Linked DNA regions of Rattus norvegicus: region 1 is linked to region 2. Evidence: chromatin contacts called from public Hi-C data. All regions are on one chromosome and are shown on one strand. The core of a region is the stretch at or near the end of the contact, and the rest is flanking DNA. Distances in the headings are between cores, read along the strand shown. Region 1 holds the start of Per2 (period circadian regulator 2). Region 2 holds the start of Scly (selenocysteine lyase).

Evidence for each region. Hi-C and Micro-C count contacts between places; a contact is called where the count stands out from the background.
Region 1: a Hi-C map of liver shows a contact between it and region 2, with 1.7 times the contacts expected there. The contact joins the promoter of Per2 here to the promoter of Scly in region 2. A contact is called at or near these places in 2 of 12 Hi-C or Micro-C datasets (both in liver).

What each region holds. Positions count from the first base shown.
Region 1 is chr9:99,494,082-99,498,473 of GRCr8, reverse strand. Per2 (period circadian regulator 2) reads left to right here and starts at 1,481. Exons shown (of 23, transcript NM_031678.2): 1 at 1,481-1,565.
Region 2 is chr9:99,335,771-99,340,276 of GRCr8, reverse strand. Scly (selenocysteine lyase) reads right to left here and starts at 2,403. Exons shown (of 12, transcript NM_001007755.2): 1 at 2,301-2,403; 2 at 48-160. The coding sequence starts at 2,353.

The DNA of each region.
Region 1 (4,392 bases), core at 232-2,731, 160 kb before region 2:
TCCCACCCACCCCCCTCCCCCGCATCTGAGGAATTGCATGCCTGTCCTGCCAGGCAGACAGAAAGAAGAGCCTCACTCACAGGGATTTTTGAATGTGGGTTAGCTGGCTGTGTGCACCAGCAACTCAGTTTGTTCACAGACTTGGTTGATAGTGTTTGCCTTCTTTCCATTCCTAGTTCCTAGGACACACCTGGGGAAGATTCAGAATAGCGGGTGCTACTAGGCTTCGAGTTCCTAGGCCACGACGAGTAACCTTTGCACCCTTCAAAGACATGACAACCTTGCCTCCCCCATCACACCCTACACTTCCAGAGCCTTTAAAATGTCTATGTCAGACAGGTAAGTCTTGGGCCTCAAACCAGTTCCAGGGAAAGTTCTACTCCCTCCTTTGACCCTTTGGACTGAATGCTTAATAGTCTTCCAGACAGTACTCTTGAAAGAGCCAAGTAGGTTCAGCCAAGGTTCCACAAGAGCAAGGTTGTCCTGTCCCCGGGGAATTCCCTCCCCTGACTAGCGAGTGTCTATAGCTTCCACCTCAGAAAAGCCCTGCTGTTCCAGATGCATGTCCCATCTACCCCATTCTCAAGTGCTCCGCTTCCACATACCCTGTAAGGTTAATAAACTACACCACCGCATTTGGTTAAGCTTCCCTACAGAATGCCAGTCTTTTCTCCCTATGCCATTGAGGGCAGGAAGAAATCACTTCTTTCCTTTGTATCTCTGCACCGCACTCATGACCTTATTTCCTGAATCAACACAATCTGGCAACACGCGATTTCAAAAACAAGAAAGGCTAAGTGGGAGCGATGTGCTCTGGCCCACGTAGGACGACCATCAGCCTGGGGTCCTGGCCTGGGGTCAACCAGGCTGTCCTGCATAGGTGCGCAGCAGCAGATCCAGAGGGGCCGCCCTATTTGTCCTCCGGCGCCTCGCCATGAATGAATGGGAGAGGAAATGAATGAACTGGGCTGGGTGAGCGAAAGGTGTCGGATGAGAGCTTTCTCGATCCCTCAGATTGCTGAGGCTGCTCACGTCGCTGCAGGTGGTAGGCCGGTGGCCTGGGACTCCGCCGGCCGTGAGTGGCGCAGCAGCCAAGAACCTTCCCCCCCGCGCCGCAATGGTACGCGCCACTCCCGGCTGCACGAGCGGGCCACCGCCATGCCAGGTGAATGGAAGTCCCGCAGGCCGGAAGTGGACGAGCCTACTCGCCAGGGCGCAGGGGGGCGCAAGAGTGCGCAACGTCTTCATTGAGGAACCGGGGCGGCGAACATGGAGTTCCATGTGCGTCTTATGTAAAGAGAGCGACGGGCGTCTTTACCAATCGATGCGCGGAACTCTCAGGTTCCGCCCCACCAGTATGCAAATGATGCGGCGCCGCGACCAATGGCGCGCGGAGGGGCGGGCTCAACGCGCGCGGTCACGTTTTCCACTATGTGACAGCGGAGGGCGACGCGGTGGCAGCGGCGCTACAGTGACTAGCGGCTCCGGGCGGCTGCGGCGCAGGCCGAGCGCACCAAGTGACGGGTCGAGCAAAGGACCGACGCGCGGGTGGACGCTGCGAAGCGGTGAGTGGCGCGGCGCTGGGCGGCGGCTCGGCGCTGGGCGGTGGCGCGGACCTGGACGGCCGTGGTCGGCTTACGTAACCGGCGGCTCGAACAGCTGGAGCTGGGGTCCTGAGCCAGGAGTTGCCGACTGTGCAAACGGCTGCAACTCCGCAGAATGTAGATGGGACTGCGCGGTGACCCTCTTTTAGGCGCACACTGCTGCCCCCCATTTCTCAGGTTAGGCACTGAGGTCGGGGAGATTAGTTAGGCATCTTGTCCGAGGACGCAGAGACATTGAGTGATCACCACACCAGACTGCGCGAGCCGACTCCAATAGTGATGACCAAGGAAACTAGGGTGAGTGCAAAACGTTCCTAGGATGGATCCAGAGGGTCCCCTGAGGAGCTAGCTTACTACTATAAGTCCAGATAGTCAAGTCTGGCCCTGAGGAAGGACCACTGGTAGGCGTTGACTCCCAGAGGTGGGAAAGGGGTTAAACAGAGAAATATCCAATGCCAAGCCACACCTGCCCCTCCCCGTCGTCAGAGAGACCACCTTCCTTGTCCACCCACTCTGATTTCCATGGCATCCTCCATGCCAGCATTTCCTGTCTCCAGATGGACTGGGTGTGTGTCAGGGGAGGGGGAGAGGTCCACTCTTGAGCTGGAGCAGTCACGTCATCCTTTGGGACATACCTTGGCTGCCAAGCGCAGACATGGACCAAGAGGTGGGCGGTGGCCTGCTTCTTCTCCAGGATCCCTGGTTGCCAGGGTTTCTGTAACGTATACACAAGGAACCAGTTTGGAAAGCTGATTCATACAGATCAAGGGAGCCAGAAGGCTCCCTGGAAATCATCCAGGGTAACCCCTAGCTTGAAGAGGCAGAGGCACAGGCTGATAGGCTGTACCACTGTAAAAACCAGGCCTGGCTGGCAGTCTGAGGATCCGTTTCCCCTCCTTGGTCCACATGCTTACCAGAGATGCAAGCCTGACACGTCCACTTTGCCTTACTCTCTGGAGTCTAGGTCGGATTTGTCTGATAAGAGAACCAGAGTCTGTGTACCTGAAGGCTTTCATTGAAAAAAAAAAATCGGGCTTTTAAATGCAGAGAGAATCACTTTTTATACGTCGTTGGAATCTAAAAAAGCCGAGGACTCCTTTATTTTAGTGGTGGCTGTACACTGTGCCCTCAAGGAATGGCACTGTGGGTGGCTGCGGTTATCCGTCACTGTCATCTTGGTGTGATTTCTTGGTACATAACTGGTGCAGTTTGGGCTTTCTGTGGAGGCTGGGGTGCCGAGCAGCGAACGGGGGAGCCTTGTATCAGCCAGCTGGTAGCTACGGGGTACCTCGTCTTACCCTGGGCCTCAGTTTCCTCATCTGAGGCGCTTTCTGAGATCTGGCCCCATTCACGCTTGGAGTTGTGTGTCTGTGGACCTTTATCTTAACTTCTATGGGGAGAAGTTTCCAAAGCCCTGCTGGTGTCACATAATGTCTCCGTGTGAGACTTCTCTGCTGCGCTTAAACAGACTAGGAAAGGTTCCTTTTATTTAGACAGCCTCTCCCAGACTTGGAACCTTCTAGAAAACCCTGGGAAGTGTGGGGGCCTATTATAATGGTCTAAGTTCATCCAATCTCAGCGGATCATCAACTCCAGCTCTGAGACGTCAGTGAGTGATTGGAGGCACGGGAAAGAGCCTCGCTGGATATGGGAGTGACCCTTGACTATGATTGCACTAGGTGACTAGAAACGCATAGCCCACAGCCCTGTGGAGCCCTCTTCACCTAACGCTTGTAGGAAGCTGCTTACCACCAGACTCCTGGGAGAACGAGCAGGTGCAGAGAGCCTCTGCTGGCCTGCTCCCAAACCATTGTACTTCCCACAGGGGATTCGGCCTTCACATGAAGTCTTTTGCTCATGGAATATAATCCTACCAAGCCGGTCACTGTAGGGCACTCTAGAGTCCAAAGTAAGATCGAAGCAGGGAGGGAGGTCACACGATTGACTTTCTACCGTGTGTGCGGAGAGGTCAGAGGACAAGTTGAAGGACTTAGTTCCAGGGCTCGAACTTAGGTTGTCCAGTCTCGGCAGCAAGTGTCTTTACCCTCTGAGCCATCTCTCCAGCCCTCACATAATTATCTTGGCACAGTGGGCTTTGTGAAAAAACAGGGCCTGTTTCCTGCAACACCTGGTCCTAGATCAGCTCAGGTCCTCGAGGGCAAAGGTCTGGGCTTCCTAGATCCCTCCAGCATTCAAACTGCTCTTTCCCACCTCAACCACCACCAGGGCCTGTCACCTAGGTACATTATTCATTGCAGCTTGGTACCTCAACATAGGTAAGGACTGAAAAGCCTGTGGGGGAAGTCCTATCGAGTCAGCACCCCGCCCGCCTGCCTCCTTCCCCTCCTTATTTGGACAGCCCTGGCCACATTTTCCTCCGTTACCCAACCGTCACCATGGAGAGAGTGGCTGTTTATTTAACAGGACAAACATTTTCTTCGGATTACAGCAGGCAGGCCCCAGGGAGTTGGCTCCTACCAGGAAGTAGAAAACATGTTATAATATTTGAGGTTGTAAAATACCATGGGGCTTGCAGACTCGAGGTACAGGCGTCGGGCCCCTGTTATATAAAGTCGGAAGACAGTCAGGAGTTTGCTGGGTTGTGATTAGCCAGGCTCGGGCTGTTCTTGCCGGCTGGCCATAGGGTTCAGGGACAAATACTAAACTGAGATCTTATGATGCGTGCGTCTTTACTTCTCTCTCTCTCTCTCTCTCTCTCTCTCTCTCTCTCTCTCTCTCTCTTTCTTTTTTTCAGAGCTGGGGACCGAACCCAGGGCTTTGCGCTTGC
Region 2 (4,506 bases), core at 1,154-3,653:
TAAGAGGCCTCTGGTTCCCTTGCCTGTCATGGATTCTTCTAGATTACCTGCTACATATGAGCTGCTGGGGTTTCCCCAGGCTTCTTTCATGGCTTCCGTCACAGCCTGGATGACTTCGGGCTCTAGAGGTGTGGTGGCATTGTAGTCCATATAGACCTTCCTGGAAGAAAGAGAACAGCCGGTAAAGGGAGGGGAGGCAGGGTGTAGGCAGCAACACTCTTTTGGGAGTCCACAGCTCGGGTCCTTTGCATCCAGAGTGAAGGCCCAGGTAGGACAGACAGGTCAGCACAGGCTTCAGTTCTCCATGTTCTCCTTCCAGATGGGAGACACCATGGTTTCCAATCAGCCAGTAGCTGCCCCATACAAGATGGTCATAATCTCCCCTAGCACAAGGTTGACTGACAGCTGGAGGCTGGAGGCCAGATCTGAGGCCCAACTCCAGGAAGGGAGGGAGGAAGAGGGAGGAAAGAACTTCCCATGGCTGGGGAGCCCCACATTCCCTTGGGGAATTTCCCAACAACTTGGAGCCATCTGCTCCTGCGAGTCCTTCAGGAGCTGCCTCTAAGAGCTCTGCCCTGTGTCTTTGCAGTAGATTTCTCCTCAACTTTCACCACACAGGCCTTTCCCTGGGGCAATTCGAATTTTCAGTTTTCCTGGCTCCACCCCCTGCTTCAGCGTATCTGCTTGGGTGAGGCTCCAAGGTTCTGTCTGAAACTGCAGGCCGCAGCTTGGCCCTCTTCCTTCCTTCCCTCCCCTCATTCCAGTCTTCCCCTGTGGTCCCCTTCATCTTCTGACCCAAGAGTCACATGCTTAGTGCCCTCTCTAGGGAACAAGTGACGAGTAGCTCCAGGAACAAGCAGGGTTTGTCTTCCCGCAGGGGCTTCATCCAGAGGACACCCAGTGCAAAGCCCCAGAGACCCTCACTAAAGAGAGTTATCTTTTTGTGTTCTCACCAGGGTCACAGACCTTCAGAAAACTCCACGGTAGGCAATCAGGTCTGAAAACAGTCAGTATTTCACTTGGTTTTAAGTCCAACCAGTGTTCAAGCCAATGCTCTGGTGAGCCGGAACATAGTGCCCCACTAGGCCCGCAAGAGCACAGAACAGGCAGGGTGAAGCTTTGATCTCCTATCTTTGCTTTAAGCCCCAAAGAGTCACCTGACCTTGCAAAGCTTGGGGTCATGGAAGGTGTGCCTGATCACCCTGGGGCTGGAATTCACATTGCTGCAGGCTTTGTCCTGCTCCAAGTCAGTCCTCCAAAGAGCTACACACCCACAGGTCTGCTGAGTGACTGTGGTTTTCCCATCAGTAGCTTGGCTCAACTGTTTTATGGCTTGCATTTTACCAGTGATTGACTCTGTCATTAGCAACTTCCTAGAGAAAGTGAAACTGCTTAATGGATATCTAGTGAAGGCTCAAACCACCAGGCCTAGGCCTTTATAAGATAGGTTCTCACTGGGTAATCTAGGCTGGCCTCCAAATCACAATCCTCCACTCTCCAAGTTAGGATTATAGGCAAGTCTCACCACATCCAGCAAGACTCAATTTTTTAAAGAGAGACAGATATTTCACATCCTAGACGTGAGCACAGACGATGAGAAAAAAAATGAGACGGCAAACCTGTAACCCAGGTGGGAGGAGGCAGTAGTAGCCTGGACTACATAGCAAGGCCTTGTGGGGCTGGGGTGGAGGAGGGACGGGGGAAAAAAGAAAAAAGAGAAAGAAAAAAATTGAAATGGGGGTGGGGAGGGGGCTTTTGGTGTGATGCATTCCTAGGTTGAAGAGAGGAACCAGGACCGACACATCACCCCTGCTCCTTGCGCGCCAGGGGAGGAGGTCCCGCAGCCCTGTGGACAGCAAGAGAATGTAGGTCTCCCCCACTGTCCTGGTGACCCTAAGGCTCCCTCCCCAAAGTCCACTTTTCACCTCAGGGCGGTCAAATGGGCCTTAGAGATCGTCCCCAAAGTTCTCCCCTGTCCCACAGCCACGCTGCCTTAGTCTCTAAGCAGCAGCGATTCTTGTAAAATGCAGATAATTGCGATTTGGCTGTCAGCTCCAGCCTCTAAGACATCATTCCCTGGGAAGGAGCCCGAAACACGGGAGGATGATGCGGCCACACGGCACAGTTGTCACCCGCGGATCCCCTTGTGCCCTTAGCTTTGGTGGTAGCCTGTTCTCTCCCGGGTCGTGTGGCCGGACGCTTCTGTCTGTCTCTGGGACTCCTTTCCCCCGCCTCACCATACCCTCACTGAGGTCCCCCAAGTGTCCTCAGGCCTTGCGGGATCCCCAGAGGGAGCGCACCTGTTGGGCGGGCTCTCCACACTGCCCCGCGCGCCATTCCGCGCCACGTCCATCTCCCTGATCGCTGGCCGGTAACCCCAAGACTGAGCACCCCTTAGACTCCGATGGGGTGCTCGGCTCCCAGGGTATCCGCATTGGCTGCGTGTCGCGCTTCAGCCAATCTGCGAGCCGCACGGGCCCTGCCTCCGCCCCTGACTGGTTGATTGGTCATGAGGGGTCAGGTGGCAGTGGGGCGGAGCTGAAGACATTAGTAGGGCCACCCGGCAGCCGGTCCAATCTAACCGGCCTCCCGCAAAGCGCGCGCTGCTCCAGGCGAGTGATCTGGGCGCTCCAGTTACTGGCACTGTGTGGCACTGTGTCCTGGGAGCCCACCTCCCTGGGCTGTCACCAGTGACAGAAGGGACTTCACCTGCCACCGCAAAGTCGGTGGAAGAAAAAGCGCTAGGATGCGCGGTGCAGTGAGAGGCACCATAGCAGCCAAGACTGAGCGCCTGGAAAGGTTGGCAGCCAGTACTTGTAGACCTAAGGGCCCGCTGGACATAGGATTCCATAGATCCGTCTTCCCGCATGATTTCATTACGTGAAATTAGAAAGTCATGCGTTATGTAGCAGAGGATGGCCTTGTCCGGCATCAATGGGAGGACAGGCCCTTGGTCCTGTCAAGGCTCCAGTGTAGGGGAATGCCAGGGCGGGGAGGTGGGAGGGAGTGGATGGGTGGATGAGGGAGCACACTCACAGAAGCGGGGTGGGTGGGGAGATGGAATAGCAGTTTTCTGGATGGAAAACCTGGAAAGGGGATAACATTTAAAGTGTAAATTTAAAATCTAATAAAAATTTTAAAGTAAAAAAAGAAAGTCGGGAGTTGATACTTTTGAGGATCAGAGGGCCTGAGCTAAGCCGAGCTGTTGAAATTGTGGAAGAATGAAGGCAGAGGGCCCAGAACCCACACAACAACTCACAAGTGTAACTCCAGTTCCAGGGGAACTGATGGCCTCTTTTGGCCTTTACAGTCACCAGGCATGCACATGGTGCTTGTATATAAGTGCAGACAAATACATATACATGCAGAGTCATACACATAAAAATCTTAAACAATTGAAAGATGCAAAGCAGGGCGGTGGTAGCACAGGCCCTTTAATCCCAGCCATCCTCCCCCGCCCATCCTTGCCAGCATGCAGAACTGAACACCTGTCTACTTAGCTGAGGGACGGTTAAGAGGTGCTGAGCTGGCTGCATCCCAGGCAGTCCTCTATGAAACTAGACTCGGGCTCCAGCTTCCCTTTTCCTCAGATTGTCGTCCTTATCTTAGTTAATCTGGACCATCCTAGGCAGGTTTTGCCTTCACTTTCTGTCCTTAACGTTGACTTGGTTGTCACACAACAGTGATGTTTTCACATACCTGTACCAGATCCCTGTGACGGTTTAACACATTCTTGATGTTACATCAGACACTATAATTATATACATCATAGCTTCCATCATGTGGCTTGCATGTAGTAGCCAATCCTCGAGCTCCAAACTCCTCCCGAATGCTGGTGTCCCATACACTGAACTTGGCCAGCTGTTGTTGAGGCCCAAGAGTGACCATATACTTGTCTTTCTGCCCAACCAGGACTTCACCATCCCCCTGGGCTGTCAGCCAACACGAGAACCAGTGGCTTCACCTGTTGCTGCTAAGTTAGTGGAAGAAAAGTGCTGGGATGTGTGGGACAGTGGGGGACACAGCAGCAGCCTAGCTCCAGATAGGGTTGGAGGCTAGTGCTGCGCTTGCCCACCAGGGTGGGCTTGTACTGGACCTGCACCTTTCAGTGTGGGTGAGACTCCACAAAGGCTGAGGAGGACGAGAGAGTGCAGTATGGATGGCTAGTGGGGGCTACCTCTCCACTCCCATTCAGAGTCGTGGACACAGGATAGGTTTTACACTTTAGATCTCTTGTCTCTTTTGGTGATGCTTTTTAGTCCTCAGGGCATAAAACTTATACTCTTTTGATTATGTTTGTGGTAATAACAATGGAACCGAGAGCTTCGGACATACTAAGGAAGCCCCAGTGTTTACCAAATCAACTATTCTGTTCTTTTAACATTGCTATCGTGGAATTATTTTTCATTATTTCACTCATATTGATCATGTACATGACTGCTTGGTGCTCTTGCAACACAGGGAAAAACATCACTGTCTTTACTGAACTGATTCAAATCAAGAAAA